Regions from separate parts of the Canis lupus genome. Here region 2 is linked to region 1. A link is a contact called in public Hi-C data. All regions are on one chromosome and are shown on one strand. Each heading gives the region's core, a stretch centred on a gene start, on an enhancer-like site or on the middle of the called end of the contact. The rest is flanking DNA. Distances are from core to core; before and after follow the strand shown. Region 1 overlaps ATG10 (ubiquitin-like-conjugating enzyme ATG10). Region 2 has its middle 83 kb from the start of ATG10.

What was found. Hi-C and Micro-C count contacts between places; a contact is called where the count stands out from the background.
Region 2: a Hi-C map of amygdala shows a contact between it and region 1, with 3 times the contacts expected there. The contact joins two enhancer-like sites. A contact is called at or near these places in 3 of 9 Hi-C or Micro-C datasets (amygdala, blood and skin fibroblasts).

What each region holds. Positions count from the first base shown.
Region 1 is chr3:25,412,813-25,418,569 of UU_Cfam_GSD_1.0, forward strand. It overlaps ATG10 (ubiquitin-like-conjugating enzyme ATG10), which reads right to left. Exons shown (of 8, transcript XM_038532420.1): 4 at 3,091-3,229. Among named protein-coding and RNA genes, the nearest start is that of RPS23, 92 kb to the left of the region's middle. Within about 2 kb of position 2,544, at least 9 of the 20 cell types and tissues checked have an H3K27ac peak or open chromatin away from gene starts, as enhancers often do.
Region 2 is chr3:25,632,402-25,638,158 of UU_Cfam_GSD_1.0, forward strand. No RefSeq gene overlaps it. Among named protein-coding and RNA genes, the nearest start is that of ATG10, 83 kb to the left of the region's middle. Within about 2 kb of position 2,245, at least 11 of the 20 cell types and tissues checked have an H3K27ac peak or open chromatin away from gene starts, as enhancers often do.

The DNA of each region.
Region 1 (5,757 bases), core at 1,294-3,793:
CCTTATAACCTATCAGAGCAGTTCTGCAATTTAAAAATCAGGCACTATCACAATGTTTCCATCTTTGGGTTGTATGCAGAAATGGTTAGAAATCCCTCATCATTGATTAATTCAATAAATACTTGCTGAAACTGTATCACAGTTGATACTGTGGGTGTCAAAATGAATAAGACAAATAACAAATGTCACATACTTATTATTCTCTGTCTCTGTCTCTCTTTCTCTCTCTCTCTCTCTCTCTCTCTCTCTCTCTCTCTCACACACACACACACACACACACACACACACACTGCCATGAGTAAGGCTTATTACTTTGTAGGCTGTAGGTACTCACTATTAATTTCCTTCCTCCCTCTTTTTTACCTTACAGCTCTATTTTCTCACTTACCATTTTATAGGGGACAAACAATTCTGTAATACTGTGATATTACATATGATATGATGTGAAATGATGTGCTGTGATATGATATGACATGGGAGTGACAAAAGCATGTGCCATGTTAGCTGAATCCTAGGCAACAGTATGCCTGGTGGACACTGGCCAATATAGAGGAATAAGAAGTAATCACAATCCAATGGATTTGTATTTTAAGAAACACAATAAATATTTCTTCTAGAATCTAAACCAGCTGATAAAAGAAAAGATCATGTCAATTTAAATGGGAACTACTATTACTAATTGCTTTACTTAAAAAAAAAAGGTAGCAGAAGAAAATGCAGAGCAGAGCAACTAATTTTTACTAACAACCAAATGCAAAAGAAATTCTAAATATCTGTCAAAAACAGGGCTAAGTGAACTATTTCTGAAGCAACAAAAAAGACCCCTGAGCAAGAAATTTTATAATCATCCTCTTTCTAGGTCGGAACTCTGTTAGAATAAGACAAAGAAAAATCTGGACCTGGAGTAAGAGGAAGATGTTAGGAATCCACACTGACAGAGATCTGGTTAACAAACAGATGGAGAGCCAGAGTAATCAGATATCACAGAAAAAGGGGAATAAATGAAAAATTATGACTAGAGTAAAGGGCGAAACATTTTTTTGAACACCCATTAGGTTAAGTTAGTAGAAAAGAGAAAAGAAATTCTTAGGATATGATAAAAGAAAGAACCATTTTTCATATTTCTCCACAAGAAAACATTCAGTATGCTTTGACAAATTAAATTAGATATTTTAATGTACCTGAATAAATACCAAATGAATTCTGGAATTTGAAAAATCCTAATGCTCATTCCATACAACACAGAACGGGGAAGGAGGAACAAGGAAGGCTGCCACATAAAATAAGTAGCTCATTTTAGTTTTCTTTTATTAAGCATAAATAAAAGGTGTCTTACAAGTATATAGATAGGATCCAAGAAAGCTAGTGGAGTATTTGTTTATTATTATTATTATTTAAGAAATAGAAAACCATCATAAAGAAAAGATCTTAGGAAGTCTACAAATTTCATTAAAATATAATTGGACTTGCAGGAACAATTACTGTGCTGTACTGTAAGGGGAGCTGTTGGCACATAAGAGCAAAGTACACGTATGAGCTCATCTACCAGCCTAGGCAAGACCCACTTCCAGCTAGAAGCAGTCATGTTTCAACACCTCCGATTCCCTAATGCTGACAAGCTAAACAACTTGTTTTGTCTCTGGGAGCTCTTCTCTGGTGATTAACTGCTTATGGTGCATACTAATTATATGAAAGTACAGTATTGAAGAAGTAGTGTCCTATTTCCTCTACCTGCAGCCTTGATATGTCTTTGAATCTAGAAAGATACTAGGTAGAGCCACTGCAAACCAAATCCAAGAGAAATATTTCCCTCCCCCATGGTAAACAAATATATCCCCTTCTACTTTTTAGTATAACAAAGTTCACTGACAACAAACCTCCTTTAACCTCTGGGCTTCAAACCAAAGAGAATTACAACAATAAAGTGAGTGTTTCTAAGGCCTATAATAATCATATGGATAAATCTGCAGCAAGAGTTCGTGAATTAGTAACTATCAGTGTCCTCAATTCCCCAAGTCCCATGTTGAAAATTTACCCCAAATTGTCAGTTCTTAGGAACTGCACCTCAGATTAAAATCTTCTCACCAGGGAGTCTATGAGAATTTGTTCTTGTGTTTTAAATCCTAAGTGCTTGCTAAACCGCCAACACTGCAAAATTAGAGACCATTAAACAATATAAGGCAGCAAGTGATTAAATCTACCAAATACACATTCAAAGCAGCTTAAGCTACTTTTTAATTAAAAATAAAATATCACTGGCTAAATTCAGATGTCTTAGCTATCCAGAAAAGTTAGAAGGCTGTTCAAAATGCAAAATGCTGCTGATAAGGCCAGATAGAAAAGGAGAAATGAGAAATAGGGTAGGGGGTGAGCTGGGGAAGCAGTTCCTCTCCCTCCCCAAGCCCAGGGGGGCAAGGCCTTGCAGTGCTGACCCGGTTTAGTCAGAGGAATAGAAGGGGAGTCACTGCTGCCCTAGAGGGTAAGAACTCCATGTGGCTGCTGATTAAATAAGCTTTATTAGCCAAGGCCTCAGAGGAGACAGGGTGTTCCACCTTCTTGGCAAGGGGAATGAGTTGAGTAACAGCATGGCAGGAAGCTCCGGCAGTGGAGATGTATAGATGGCCGAAGGAAATGTTAGTGCTATTTTTAAATATAGCTTGAACTAATTGATAAACAGTTCTCAAAATAATTATTAGCATTTGGGGAAGGAAGCATGGGGGCTTTTGAGTTAGCAGAATTGCTTAAGACTGAAAGAAATTTTTACTGTAAAGTTACAAGTACATAAACATTGTAGCTTTAAGTTGTTCCTACTTGTTTAAGGAAAAGAGAAAGGGCCAGGGGGCTTAGTCAACGTTGGGCAGGAGGCCAAGAATCTGAAGATCAGACTTAAGGCTGGGATGATATCATTCACTCTGAAGTCTTGATACTCTTTCTAAAGCATGAGAAAATTTACTGGTAAAACCTTACCTCACCCACAGTTTTCTTATTTTTAACTCTATTTTTTTTCTCTCAAGAATAATTTTCTAAATCTGCTTTCTGCCTTATATGTAAATGTTATGAATTTCCATTTAGCAGGCGACATGGTCTTACCTAAAAAGCTTGCCCTAAAGTAAAGCACAGGCACTTGGTAGCTACAGGAGTACAAGACATGATACTCATATTTAATCACTTCGCTTCCCGTTGTGGTCTCAGTCTTTTCAAAATCATCCAGGGGTAATTCTAAAGCCTCCTGAAAAAGAGCAAAGCAAAAATAAAATGTGTTTATCAGTTAAAATTTTTAAAAATGGACATTAACACAGAAAGAGAAAGAGGAGGATTTCTTCTGGCAAAATAACAGTTAAATAAATATAGGACTATGAGGTAAGGAAAAGGGAGTTTCCAACATTAATGTTTAACGTTTGAGTCCTGGGTAAATAGTAAAACCAGAAAACATTAGCATTAAGTAATTCCAGATTGTTTTTGAGAGACAAAGCAGCTCTGGGTAAAGAAACAGGAAGGGAAAAAAAAAGCAAAAGATCTATTGCAACAGCAACACTGAAAAATCTTTACAATTTTAGCAACAAGACGATGGCTATACAAGCTACCTTCTTCCCTACCTGTGAAAGCTAAAAACATCCTAACAATTGAACAAGAGGCTGTGAAATGTCCCTGAAGATTCTATTGTACTTGCCAAAAGATGATTCATTGTGTGCTGAACAATTCCCAGTTCCATTTTGAATAAGAAAGTTATTGTGCAAGAGGTTGAGTTTGTTAGGTACATTTCAAAACCTGATATGAGTCTGTTTTCTTTATTATTGTGCTATCTGTGGTATATTTCTACAATAAATCTTGATATTTATAATAGATGGCAAATATTAATGCCAACTTAAACACGGTTTTTGTAAGCAAAGATGGTTATAGCCAGTTCACTTCTCACTAATCATTCTTTACTGGTGGATTTTTTATTATTATTATTTGTGGGTGTTTCTGAGGAATTTATCTTAATGTTTGGAAGCAATTAATTGGACATGTTGAGCCAGAAGCTAGGTTCATCCACACTCATTTATTTGAGTTGAAGAATTTCCTTTGAAATTAAATTAAGTAAAAGAAAAGCAGGTTGGTTTGGCTCATTTCTACCTCTCATTAAAGCAGTAACAACAATGAACAATTGGAAAGAGTTACAGGAAAGATTTCAAACTTTATCAATATGAAATAAGGTTTCCTGTGGAGATAAGTAAAGCCACAGACTACTCTCCAGATCTGTATCTGCTTTACTAATTCCCCACTCACAGTCAATTCATTGGGGGAGATATTACACTGGATAAATCACAACTGAAGATACTTACAAAATAGTTTTCACTAAACTCCAGTAAACACTATCAATTAAACACAACAAATTAAATAACCGGGGAGAAATCACTGGAATATATATTCCAGATACAGAAAGTTAATGCAGTAGTGAGAAAGAGATTTTTCTATTTTTTTATTTGAATTTTCATTAGGCAAATTTACCCATATCTCCTTTTGAAGCAGTTCTTCAAATCAAATTCTTTCTTTCTGGTCAAAGATTAGATTGTTTAGCATTTAGAATTTCCTTTCTTTTTAACATTAAAAGCAGTATGTCTTTGTGAAAAAAAAAAATCATTGCAGGGGCACCTGGGTGGCTCAGTCAGTTTAGCATCTGACTCTTGATTTCAGCTCAGGTCATGATCTTGGGGTTGTGAGATCAAGCCCTGTGTTGGGCTTTGTGCTCAGGGTGGAGCCTGCTTAGGATTCTCTCTCTCCCTCTGCCCCCTCCTCTTGAAAAATCACTGCAAATACTGTACAAGTACATAAAATAAAAAGTGAAATAAATTCCCCTCATCCCCACACTTCTATACCTCAGGTATGTAACCATTTTTAACAGATGACTGTATATTTTTCCAGACTTTTAGAATTTTTTGGCCAACAAACACATACACACACATACATCCACCCATCATTAATTTAATCATGAAGTATAGGGGAGCCTGGATGGCTCAGTCAGTTAAGGGTCTTGATATTGGCTCAAGTCATCATCTCAGGATAGTGTGATTGAGTCACGGGTCGCTGCATGCTCAGCAGGGAGTCTGCTTCTCTCTTTCTTTCTCTATCTCTCTGTCTCACCCCCTACTCCCAGTCTTTTTCTCTTTCTGTAAAATAAATAAATAAATATTTTAAAAAAGTAAAACCAAAAAATATTTAAAAATTCATCAAATACACAAAAATTAGAAACAAATAATGTTCAAGTACTTATGGGATATGGGAAAAGACATTCTCCTAAATTCTTGCGGAATATAAATTGATAACTATTTTTCTGAGGATTGGCAGTTATCGATTGATCTTTAAAATGCACATACCCTTTCATACAATATCCCCTTTAGGAATCTGTACCACAGAAAAAGAGATGTACTAGGATATATGTGCTATGATATGTATTGCAATATTAGTCGTAGTAGCAGAAAATTATAATCAATCTAAAATATCTAGCAATATTGAAATGTTAAAACAACAAACTATGGCATAGTCATGCAATGGAATATAGTGAAGTCATTAAAACACAGCAAAATATACAGCACTAACATGGCAGGACATGATAAGATGTCCATGAATGAAAACTGAAAAATTAAATCAAGGAATGTATGTGTATGAATTTTTTTTAGAGAAAGAGAGAGAGGGTGCATGTGTGTGTGCAAAAGGGGAGTGGGGGCAGAGGGGCAGAAGGAAGGGAGAGAGAGAATTTTAAGTAGACTCCTTCCT
Region 2 (5,757 bases), core at 995-3,494, 220 kb after region 1:
GTGCTGCACCTGAGGTTTAACTGTGTTTTGTGTAAGCACAGAGGAGAGCAATTCTCTCTGGGGAAGTGAGATGGAGGGACTTCACGCAGATGGTAACATTTGAGATGTGGTCTTGAAAAGCGAATTGGAGCTTCCAGGAAGAGAGAGAAGAAGGTATATTCCAGCACAGAGAACATGTGGGAAGACATATTGGAGAGTGTCGGAAAATCTGTCTAGGGAGATGAACCAGGCAAGGTAGACAGACTTTATGGCCTTAATAAAGCAATGATGTAACCAAATCGATTTCTTAAAATGGACTTCAAAGCTTTGGAAATGCCATGTGGCATCAGAGCAGCTTTAAGACATTTTCCTTAGATGTTGTATACATTAGTCAAGAAAAATTCAGCCAGTTATCTTGGGTATTTGGAAATGATTTTTAGATTCCATCCAGACTGGCATTAGAAAATCCAGCAATAGATTCTAGACTTTCTGTGGTTTGTTCACCTCTCATGTATCGTAGTCCCAAATCAGAGCACTGGATAGAGACCAGGAGATGACTTTCTTATACAAAAAAGTATGAGTAGGTGTGCAGGTGAAATAAAATATAACTATGAAGCTGATTCAGAAAATCTAGTCAATTACTGGTTATCTCTGTATGGATTACCCATTATGTGATTTGGGTAATGGTACTTTTGGATTACCCATTATTTGATTTGGTACTTGGTACCAAGTACTTCATTACTTGGTAAGGACAATCATTTATTGAGGGACATGAGCTTTACTTACATCAATATCTAGCCCTCACACCTTCCTGAAGTAGGTTTTGTCCCCATGGTAGCCACAAGAAAACCAAATTTTATAGAGATGATATAGCTTGCCCAGAGCAGAGTGATCAGAAGGGACTGTAATGCCACAAGCTTGTGTTTGAAACCCGGCTCTGCCCCTCATCTTGACTTTGGAAAAGCTGTCTGACCTCTCTATGGCCAAGCTTCTTCATCTGTAAAATAGGGATACTTATCTAAGCACTTAGAAAAGTAAGTAAAAATCCTCATGTACCTTCATGATTGGGGATAACAGAAGGATGACATTATTCTTGAGCTCTATGGCTGTGGTTCTCAAATTCAGCATGTATAAAAACCACTTGTGAAACTTGCTGAAGCTTCAGATTCCCAAACACACTCTCCCATGCACACCTAAAGACGCGGGTTCAGGAGGTCTGAGGTGACTAGTGAGTTTTACTGTCATGTCTTACTCAAGGAGAGAAGGGGGGAAAATGTGTTTTTGTTTTTTCTGTTAATTATATGAGCCACTGGCTGAAATCCCCTGCTATTGACCCGAAGCCCGTTTGGATTTCTGCAAATTTGTAGCTTCATTCTCTTTCTTCTCCTTTTGGCATCAACACAATGCCTGGATTCCTTAGCACCCAGCATTCTTTAATAAAACTCAGAACTATTTTGCCTTCCTCTCGGAGTAGGGAAGTGGCAGTGATTAAGCGAGTTTTAGCCCTTAAGAAATAGCTGTCCTGGTTTAACACATCAAAAATAGGAGGATCCTATCGCAACAGGAGGGGAATTGATCCCAGTCTTCCATGTTTCTTTTTTCTTATAAACACAGTGAGCAGGATCCCTGAGTGGCGCAGCAGTTTAGCGCCTGCCTTTGGCCCAGGGCGCGATCCTGGAGACCCGGGATCGAATCCCACGTCGGGCTCCCGGTGCATGGAGCCTGCTTCTCCCTCTGCCTGTGTCTCTGCCTCTCTCTCTCTCTCTCTGTGACTATCATAAAAAAATAAAAAAGACAACAACACAGTAAGCATTACATAAAAGAAATGAAATTAGAGGCTGAGAAAACCGTGCTCTTCACCTTACCCTCTCAACGAAACTTCTTGAAGTAAATTCTGGGGCAAGGAAGTTCTAGTATTTTACAGAAATTATAAAGCGTCAGGACTTCCTCTCAGAGCCAAGACCAAGCTGGCCTGGGAATTCTGACTTGCTGAAGGGTTTCTCTCCAGCAGGAATGTGCCAAACCTCTCCTCTGTGCCTTCCTGTGCTGGTCCTTGTGCACTGCATGCTCCACCAGCCCCCCAGGCAGGAGGAAAGCCAGAGTCTGTTCTCTCCTGGGTTGCCACTGACAACTAGAAACTGTAGGCCTGGGAGACAGCCTCCTGGGCAGCCTGTTTTTGCTCTTTCCCAATCTGTTCAACTCAGTTTCCTGCCGGCAGGAGTGTTCTTTTTGTGCCAGCTTTAAACCACTGAGTGCCCTGGGCATGGGCCCGGCCTCTGGAGCCTCGCCCAGTGCTTGGCCCAGTGTTTGGCCCTCTGCCCAGGAGTTGTCAAGTGTCTGCACCGGTATCTGTCCCTTCAGCCGCCTGTCCTCCAGTCTTCTCCTTGGAACAGTGGGATGAGAAACATTCATCCCTGTCATTTTTCCAAGCCTACCCAAAAGCTTCTTCATGTCCTTGTTAAGGCAATGGGCTCAGTGTGGTTGCAAGCACTGGCTAAATGAGAAGGAAGGGTGTGGGATTTTTACAGGCATTTAGGAATTCCTAAATTCCAGCCCCCCTGAGATCAAAAAACATTTTAAAGGGCCTCTGGGCTCTGGACTGTGGATTCTTCGGGAACCAGAAGCTGAATGCAGCCTCAGCTTACAGGCCTCTTGTAGAGTTTCTTCATCTTTAAGATCCTTTGGCTAAATATAGCTTTTTGAAAGTGGGGGGTGGAAGCTGGCTAATTTTAGCCTTACAGAGCTTGTAGGTGAGGCTGAACCTGTGAAACTATACCCCTAGGATGTCATACAGCCATTCAGTAGCTGCCTTCTGGGGGCCCCAGACAGGCCCAATGGGGGCACACCAAAGGGCGAGAGCCTACAGGGAGAGAAGAGTCAAGTGTGCGATGGAGAACAAACCATGGACTTGGAACACAGGCTGATAGGAACTAGAGTCAAGGCTGGAGGCTCCTGCTACTTCAGAGTTCCCACACCAGGCGCCTGAGCACAGAGATTTATGCCATATTTAAGTCTCCAAAGTCAAGTGGGCTCAGGAAATTGTAGGAAAGTAAACATTATTTAACCACTAGGTGGGTGGTCATCACATATGTTACATATCTGAAAATTTAAGTCGGAACAGCTTGGACCTTTCCATATCTAATTCCCAATCGTAGTTCAAGCTGAGTTAGTATTGTTTATTAACAAAACCAAGTCTTCTTCTTTCCTCCTAAAAAAGGCAGTTAGCCCTTTGATATAAATATATATTTATTTATTTATATATATATTACTTTGCATCCAAAATCATAAGAGAGCCAATATTTTTTTTTCTAATTCAAGATTCTTTGTTCCCATATGTAAACAGAAAAAGATGCCCTGTCTGATTTTTAGAAAGCAAGTTTAGTTTGTGGAAAAGGCAGTTAGAAAAAACTGATTTGTACCTCTATATACAGAAATTTGGAACAAAAAGCACTGGTGGACCCAAGAACCTATTGAATGCTAAATGGAATTGTCATGATGACTCTGACTTAGCTACAATCAAAAGATATTCTAAACCCTAAACTCACAGTTGAGTCGGTAACTTTTTTTTCACATCTACCCATTATACAACAAGTCATAGAGTAAAATGGTCATTTCAAGCATGATTTATCAAATTCCCACATTCACAATGAGCTGGACCTACTTTCTACATTCCACTTTAAAAAAGTCACTAAAAATTCTTTGGCTCACAGGAGTAAAATTAAACATCCTGCCATGGATAATGGTAAGTGAAATTGTAATCTGTAATCTTGGGTATAAAGATTAGCTTCACTCCAAAGCATTTCCAAATAAAATAACTTCAAATGATAAACTTTTCTTTAATATTCCTTATGGGCAAAGAAATTCTTTTTTTTTTTTTTAATTTTATTTATTTGTTCATGAGACACAGAGAGAGAGAGAGAGAGAAAGAGAGAGAGAGAGGTGGAGACACAGGCAGAGGGAGAAGCAGGCCCAGTGCAGGGATCCCGACATGGGACTCGATCCTCGGTCTCCAGGACCAGGCCCTGGTCTGAAGGCGGCGCTAAACCGCTGAGCCACCCAGGCTGCCGGACAAAAAATTCCATAACAACTTTAGGAAAAAAACAACAACTATACTTCTATGTGGTATTAAAATATTAAAAAGATTTTTTATCCATAAAGCTACAATTGTTATCAAAGGTTTACTAAAGCATTAGGATTTTAGAATCTTTACTAATTTAGCATACTGCACTTTTTGGCTAAACACATAAACTCATTATACTATCAACACAGAATTTTTACTGCAGCAGCAGCACTCCTAAACATGTAAAAACATGTTACAGGTTATAAAACAGCGAAAGATTTTCAAGTGCAAAGTAATCTTGATTAAAACTGGCATTAAGTTCTAATAAGCACATTCACTTAGCATATAACACTAGAGATTGGACTGGTTATTAAAAACAAAGGAGGAAAAGGGAAGTAGGACACTAGAGTATAATACAGTGTGTGTGTATATTTAAACATGTATATATGTATATTTATACGTGTGTTTGTATATATATATATATCTATATACATATATATATATATATATTTTTTTTTTTTAATAGAAAACTCCAACCAGCCCTATGGGAAGCAGAAACATCTCTCTCTTTCTCTCTCAGAGCTGCTTTCATTTTGACCCAAATTTGCTGGCTTACTTGAATGATTTTTACCTTTCTCATTACAAATTCATTTGAAGTAAAACTGTAGAATCTTAGAAATTTAGAGCATCAAAAATTATTTATCTTATAGAAGTGGATCCCATCATTTAATTGTATATGCTATTTCTTTTCTTTTGTCATTCATTTGTTAAATTTTGCAAATTTAGTCTAATGCCAACCAATGATCTGCCTGGGAAACTTGCCTTAGCAGGCACACATCCAGATCAAAAAATAGCCTATATTGAAGAAATATACATAAACATTTACACATCACACAAAATAAGGGTGAAATGGGCACGGCCACTTGATTGACATCCATTTGTCACTTTCATTGCAAAATGTCATGAGCAGCTTCCAATATGCTTAGACGAATTTAGATGAATGGAAGTGCTGACTAATGATGCCATTATCTATGTACCAAATATGTATGAAGGCCTGAAATTCCTAAGTCATTCATGTGAGCTACTGAAATGACAGGGGAGGGGAACTTAGGAAAATGATAACGAAACGTCATGCGGTGGCAAATGAATAAAAAGAAATAGCATTCAGATATGTAAAAAGATAAAATATGCTTAGTTATTGGGAAGAGATATAAGTCTAGTAAACAAGGCCAAGTCTTATTAATTGCAAAAAAAAACTGCACTATGTACAAGCTTTTAGCAACAAAATTATTTTAACTATCAGTAACTAAGGGTTGTTATTTTAGGAGAATGAAGTCAATACATTTGTTTTCCTAAGGCAGGCAGGGGCAGTATTGTGCTATTCATGAACTTCATTAATATTCATTAATTTTTAAAGCAGTTTGGTTAGCTTTGGCCATTATCTATGCAGATATTTTGCCTTTAAATAAAAAATAATTTCACAAACCTCATTATTTAAAAAGGTAATTAGCATGAAATTCAAAACCTACGTTTTCATTAGCAGATATTCACAGAAGGGTATATATATTTTTCAGATGGGTCTGTTTTAATTGAATTCCTGGGGTAAAATTCTAAAAATCATAGTGACCAAAATAGCCTAAATGTAACCAAAAAGTAAACTGAAATTACTTTTTAAAAATGTTCAAATTAATTTCCACTTTAAAGAATACCATGGCTGA